Linked DNA regions of Mus musculus: region 2 is linked to region 1. The links are chromatin contacts, called in public HiChIP or PLAC-seq maps. All regions are on one chromosome and are shown on one strand. Each heading gives the region's core, a stretch centred on a gene start, on an enhancer-like site or on the middle of the called end of the contact. The rest is flanking DNA. Distances are from core to core; before and after follow the strand shown.

Region 1 (2,700 bases), core at 60-2,559:
TAGCAAAACACTGACTACCAAGCAGCTGGGATGAGGGTCTTAAAGTCTACACCCACAGTGACACACCCACTCCAACAAGGCCACGCCCACTCAAACAAGGCCACACCCACTCCAACAAGGCCAGGCCTTCTAATAGTGCCACTCCCTGGGCCCAGCATAGACAAACCATAACAGGTACTCTTGACTGCACAGTTATCAGGTAACCCCAACATGCAGCTACTACCTCAGTCACAGCACGCGGGTAACTCTTTCCAGACAGGAACAGGGTATTGATGTGCTGAGTGGTTAGCTCTCATTTTCTAGTTTCCCCGACCACCACGGGACTGCCTTCAATCTCTCCATCTGGAGGAGGCAGTCACCACTGTCTGTCGGGCTCAGGGAAAACTGCCCTTGACAGCTTCCCACACACAGGAATCACTGTGGGTGTTGCAGTTCAACTCAGCTCTAATGACTCCCTCACAGCACATAACTTTCCCAGCATATCGTGAATATTTTCCCAAACATACGAATATTTCCCTGAAAGAGTTTTTTTTTTTTTTTGCAAAGAATACTAAAGGACTTTTTAATGGCCCTGTGAAGTGGGTTTCAGACAGGAGTCGACTGAAAAAAAAAAAAAACCCTCTTTGAGTCCTCATTGAGGTGCATCCGGGGTACAGGGCACTTAAATATATGATGATTTGCTCTATGTAAATTGCTGAGGCCCCGTTCCCAGCAGGATCTAGCAGAGAATTCATGAGAGTGTATATTATGAAATATAATATGGCGAAGGGTGTACCTGGCAGGCCCACGCCAAGGTGTGCCCCTGAGCAATTTAAGCCGTGCAAGAGATCTATTATAAAGGGGTTTATTAGGGGAGGAGAGTGAGGATCTGGGATGGGGTAGCAGCAGATGAGTGGACGTGTGGACAGGCAGATGAACGGGGGTGGGGGCAGAGTATATGAGGGCAGATAAGGGGAGATGCAGAAGACAGAAAATGGGAGGAGGGAATGAGAACGTGGGGAAGGGAGGGGGAGAGGGGGAGAGGGAGAGGGGGAGGGAGAAAGGGAGAGGGGAGAAGGCGGGGAGGGGGGGAGAAGGAGGAAGGGAGGGAGGAGAGAGAGAGAGAGAGAGATGGGGTGGGGGTGGCTGGCAGTCCTTTTTATATGCAGCCCACACCTGGTGCACCTGGGTTGCTAGGTCCCTGGGAGGAGCCTAGTGGAATGGCCTGTAAGCTAGCAGCGTACATAAACAATGAACAAGCATTCCCAGCCACTGTCTTTACCCACTCTTAATGGAAAAATCTATTCAGGAACCCCACAAAGATGGAACTCTCACACTGTATCTGTGACCTAACAGAGCACACAGTTGTTCACTGTGAGGCGAGCTGAGAGGAGCTGGCCTTGAGGAATCTTTTTGTTTCTGTGTTTTGTCTTGTGACAGGGTCTTTTTGTGGGGCCCTGGCTCTTCTGGATTAAAGATGTATGTCACCATCCCTAGCCACCCATGAGAGGCCTTAACTCAGTCAGCTGTGGGCGGGGGTGGGGTAAGCTACCGTTCACTGAACAAAGTACCTATTTGAGTTGAGTAAGCCCTGCCTTTGGGCATAGCTATTTGAGTCAAATAACCTTTTTCTCTGGTGCAATTTTATGTTCTGCGTGATGCAAATGAAAAATGCGACATTCATCCCAGCCCCGGAAAGACTGCAAGGCAGACTCTGGCAAAGAGAAACGGACAGAGAGATCAGATTTCCGAGACAAATATAAGCACCTGCCACACGGCAGCCATCTCCATCTGGGCACATCCCACATCTTAAGCATCTTCTTCTGTATTATTAGTCTAATGATCACAACCAAAGGCTAAAAATAAGAGCAGCATTTACCACGAAACTATAGGCATTTACAAGCATCTGTGTGCATCACGGGGCATGGCACGTGTGGTGTGTGTGTGCCGGGGTGGGGGTGGGGATGGGGTTCTTCTGGCCATAGCCTGTGCCTTACTGAGAATTGTCATAAAGCGCTGAGTTAGAAGAGGTGGTTGAACATTGGCTCTCCATCCTCAATGAGACCCCAGACTCAAATGGTATGCAATAGCAAAGAGCGTGTTATTCTGCAGAAGTCCAGCAAGCTGGGGGGGGGGGGGTCTACCTGCATGAACTAAGACCAGAGTTTTCTTTAATCATTTTGTCGGGTATTCCATTCTTTCCCTCATTCTCTAAAGTCAATACCACTTGGCCAGACTGTAAAGTGACCCCATGATCAGAGAGCAGAAGGCTACCTTTGCCCTTGCCCTGACTCCTCTAGACTGAGATGGCCCCGTGTGGCTGCGCCCTTCCCTGGGCAGGGTCTGTGCACCTCATCTGAGTCTCAGAGCTTCTCGTGTACCATCTTAACCTTGCCACATGAAGCTGGAGTTGTTCACCAATAGTCTGCCTTCATGCTCAATGGTAACCTCTACCAGGGCAGGCCAAGTTGACGCAGACCGGTTCTCAACACACTGTCCAATTACAGATAACACCCCAAACATCCTACTAATAGATGACTGAGTCAAAGGGGTCTTGGCAGCATGTCTACTTTCTTCCTTCATAAAAGCTTTGCATGAAGATCTTACTTTCAAGACAGTCATCTTCTCCAGCCGAACCTGAAGGACACGCCTTTCTTCTGTTGCCCTCGATCCTAACTGCCAGTGGCTGGGCTCGGAAGAGGACAGTTTGCTGCCATCCTG
Region 2 (2,700 bases), core at 45-2,544, 110 kb after region 1:
GCAGACCTTGAATTTGCAGCTTCTTGCTTTGTTCTTGTTTTGACAACCAGACCTAGTGACCCATATAACCTGTCATCCTAGAAGCTGGAAGGCAAAAAGATAAGGAGTTCAAGGCCAGCCTTGAGTTCTAAAGGCCAGTCTGAGCTGTAGAGTGAGACCATTTCAAACACGAGAGGGCATGTGGCTCCTCCATTGCTTTGTAACATGACAGTTTATAGCTGGTATTCTAAAAGTGTGTGTCTGATGGGTCCCCATCTTTCCCTAGGAATCTGGGAAATTCAGACTGCAAGATCCTAGTGTACAGTACAGCAGCAGCAGTGGGGGGTGGGGGAAGCGGGGGAGAGACAGGTAGGGAGTGAGAGAGAGAGAGAACACAAAGAAGGAAAAGTAACCTTCAAGGTAGAAAACCTCTTGTCTTGATGGCCAATACTGCCCCCCAGTTCCCAGCCCCCACCCCTTCCCCGCCCATCCTGTTCTTTTTCCCACTTATGATGGCGGATCCAGTCAACCCACACAGTGGCGGTGGTTGTGCTGTATCTACCAACGCCCTAAATGCCAGCGTCTCCTTTCAGCTGAAGATGATTCTCATAAAATGCTGTGATATCTCCAATGAAGTCCGTCCCATGGAGGTGGCAGAACCGTGGGTGGACTGTTTACTGGAAGAATATTTTATGCAGGTAAAAGACACGGAGCCATCAGATTATGGGTGCCCCTTCCAACTCTGTGGACAGTGCTGCGCTTGAAAAAGCAGACCAGTGTGGCTGGCATATGCATGCCACACCCCAGCAGCCCCCACAACACTGTCTGTGTAGATATCTGGCAGAAATGGCGTTCTGCTTTGGCATTGTTCTGAGTAGGCATGGCAACGGCACATACCTGTAATCCCAGCAGCTGGGAGGCAAGAAGATCAGGAGTTCAAGGCCAGCCCTGATTAGGGTGTACTGTATATGTGAGACTGTAACCACCAGAAAAACCATAATGGTGGAACTGCCAGCCATGGCCACTTATAGACACTTTTGGAAGCAGACTCAAGATAAGTGGCTAAGGGTCAAGAAGTGAGACCCAAGGGGAGGGGCAGCCGCTATGGTGAATCCAAACAAGATTGTTCATATGGTAGTTATGAACGAGGATAGTGGTTAGGACGGGATGGGAGATGCAGACAAGGAGCTATTGAGCTCAGCCTTGTAAGCTGCCCTGGAATGCCCTTGAGACAGACAGACACACTCAGCCTGTGTTTAGACTTGGGCCCTACAGCTTCAACCTGCTCACCTTGGCTCATATGTAGCCTTTATGCTGCAGGCTCTGGGACCTCACCACTGAACTGCCTTTGTGTGGTCGGGAGGATCACAGCTAGACAGCTAGACAGCATGTACTGTTCTTCTAAGAACAGGACTGCTCTGTGTCCCAAAGTCCACGGGCCTTTATGCCTTCAATGTCACCGTCACTCTGTTCCCTGCAGAGTGACCGTGAGAAGTCCGAAGGCCTTCCTGTGGCCCCATTCATGGACCGAGACAAAGTGACCAAAGCAACAGCCCAAATTGGGTTCATCAAGTTTGTCCTGATCCCAATGTTTGAAACAGTGACCAAGGTGAGTGATCATGCTGCCTGGACAGCAGCAGTAAACACACATGTGCACACATGCATGCATGTGCACTTTAAGGATATGCATGGTGAGTACATGCTGTTGGTACAGCAGCAGTAAACACATGTGCACACAGGCATGCATGAACCCTCTACAGCTTCATCATCTGTTGCCATGGTGATGGTTGCCTGGCAGCCATTCTTTTCAGCTGTGTTAAATGCTCTGCCCCCCCCCCCCCCCGTGCTCTTCAAAGAGCTCCCTGTGTGTGAGTCGGGCCCTCGGTGCCCACTTTCCACTGCCCATCTCTGCCAGCTTTAAGACTCAGCCAGTTGTACCAGCTGTTGGCTCTCCTGTCCTTCCAGGCCTCACCTTAAAGGAGCGACAGGAATCGGTACCCACAACCAGATCCTAGCCTTCTATCACCCAGCCTCTGTAGCCTCCACCTTCCAGGTCCTAAGCTGCCTATGGGTCCTGTCCAGTCCCTGGCTCCCAAACACACACTCATCTTTTGCCACCCCATTGGTCCCACCTCTAACCACTGTCCATCATTCCCTGGGTATCTCAGAGCCACCCACATGGTTTCTATTTTTAAGACTACCACCAGGAATTTTATCAGATCTGTCCCCATCATAAGCCCCTCTGGGACCATACCTACTGGAAGGAGTGGGGAACAGGAGAAGATTGTAGGCTTTCTGGGGTCCTACGAAGAGTGACAGGAACCTGAGCCAGAGGCTGAGATGGGAGGTGGGTAAGGATGCACTGAGGTCTCCAGGTCTCGGAACTGGCTAGGAGACACACACTCCTTGGATTTCTCTTGAAGGCCCTGATTTGAGGCCACTGGAGAGTGATATCCCTGAGGCTCACAAGTACCCACAAGGGCCTGACAGCCCTTCTCCAGTGTTCTTCACAGCTTAACACGATGGTGGGGTCTGATCTTGAACCCTCTGCTCTCCAGCTCTTCCCCGTTGTTGAGGAGACCATGCTGCGGCCGCTCTGGGAGTCCCGAGAACACTACGAGGAGCTGAAGCAGCTGGACGATGCCATGAAGGAGGTAAAGGCAGTGCAGAGGGTGCAGGCAGGTAGGTCAGGGACTGGCAGGAAGGCAGTACAAAGGCCGG

What was found. HiChIP or PLAC-seq counts read pairs in DNA pulled down with a chosen protein or histone mark.
Region 2: an H3K27ac HiChIP or PLAC-seq map of oligodendrocyte precursor cells shows a contact between it and region 1, with 3 times the contacts expected there. The contact joins two enhancer-like sites. A contact is called at or near these places in 1 of 15 datasets of contacts at CTCF or cohesin (CD8 T cells), 16 of 484 Hi-C or Micro-C datasets (the HPC-7 cell line, LSK cells, bone marrow-derived macrophages and 8 more), 3 of 115 datasets of contacts at active chromatin or transcription factors (double positive thymocytes, embryonic stem cells and oligodendrocyte precursor cells) and 3 of 9 other capture datasets (adipose tissue, liver and pancreatic islet).

What each region holds. Positions count from the first base shown.
Region 1 is chr17:31,354,797-31,357,496 of GRCm38.p6, forward strand. No RefSeq gene overlaps it. Among named protein-coding and RNA genes, the nearest start is that of Pde9a, 30 kb to the right of the region's middle. Within about 2 kb of position 1,310, at least 28 of the 459 cell types and tissues checked have an H3K27ac peak or open chromatin away from gene starts, as enhancers often do. A contact at or near this core is called in oligodendrocyte precursor cells, where this site is marked.
Region 2 is chr17:31,469,222-31,471,921 of GRCm38.p6, forward strand. It overlaps Pde9a (phosphodiesterase 9A), which reads left to right. Exons shown (of 19, transcript NM_008804.4): 15 at 573-677; 16 at 1,460-1,588; 17 at 2,538-2,633. Among named protein-coding and RNA genes, the nearest start is that of Gm9902, 35 kb to the left of the region's middle. Within about 2 kb of position 1,295, at least 9 of the 459 cell types and tissues checked have an H3K27ac peak or open chromatin away from gene starts, as enhancers often do. A contact at or near this core is called in oligodendrocyte precursor cells, where this site is marked.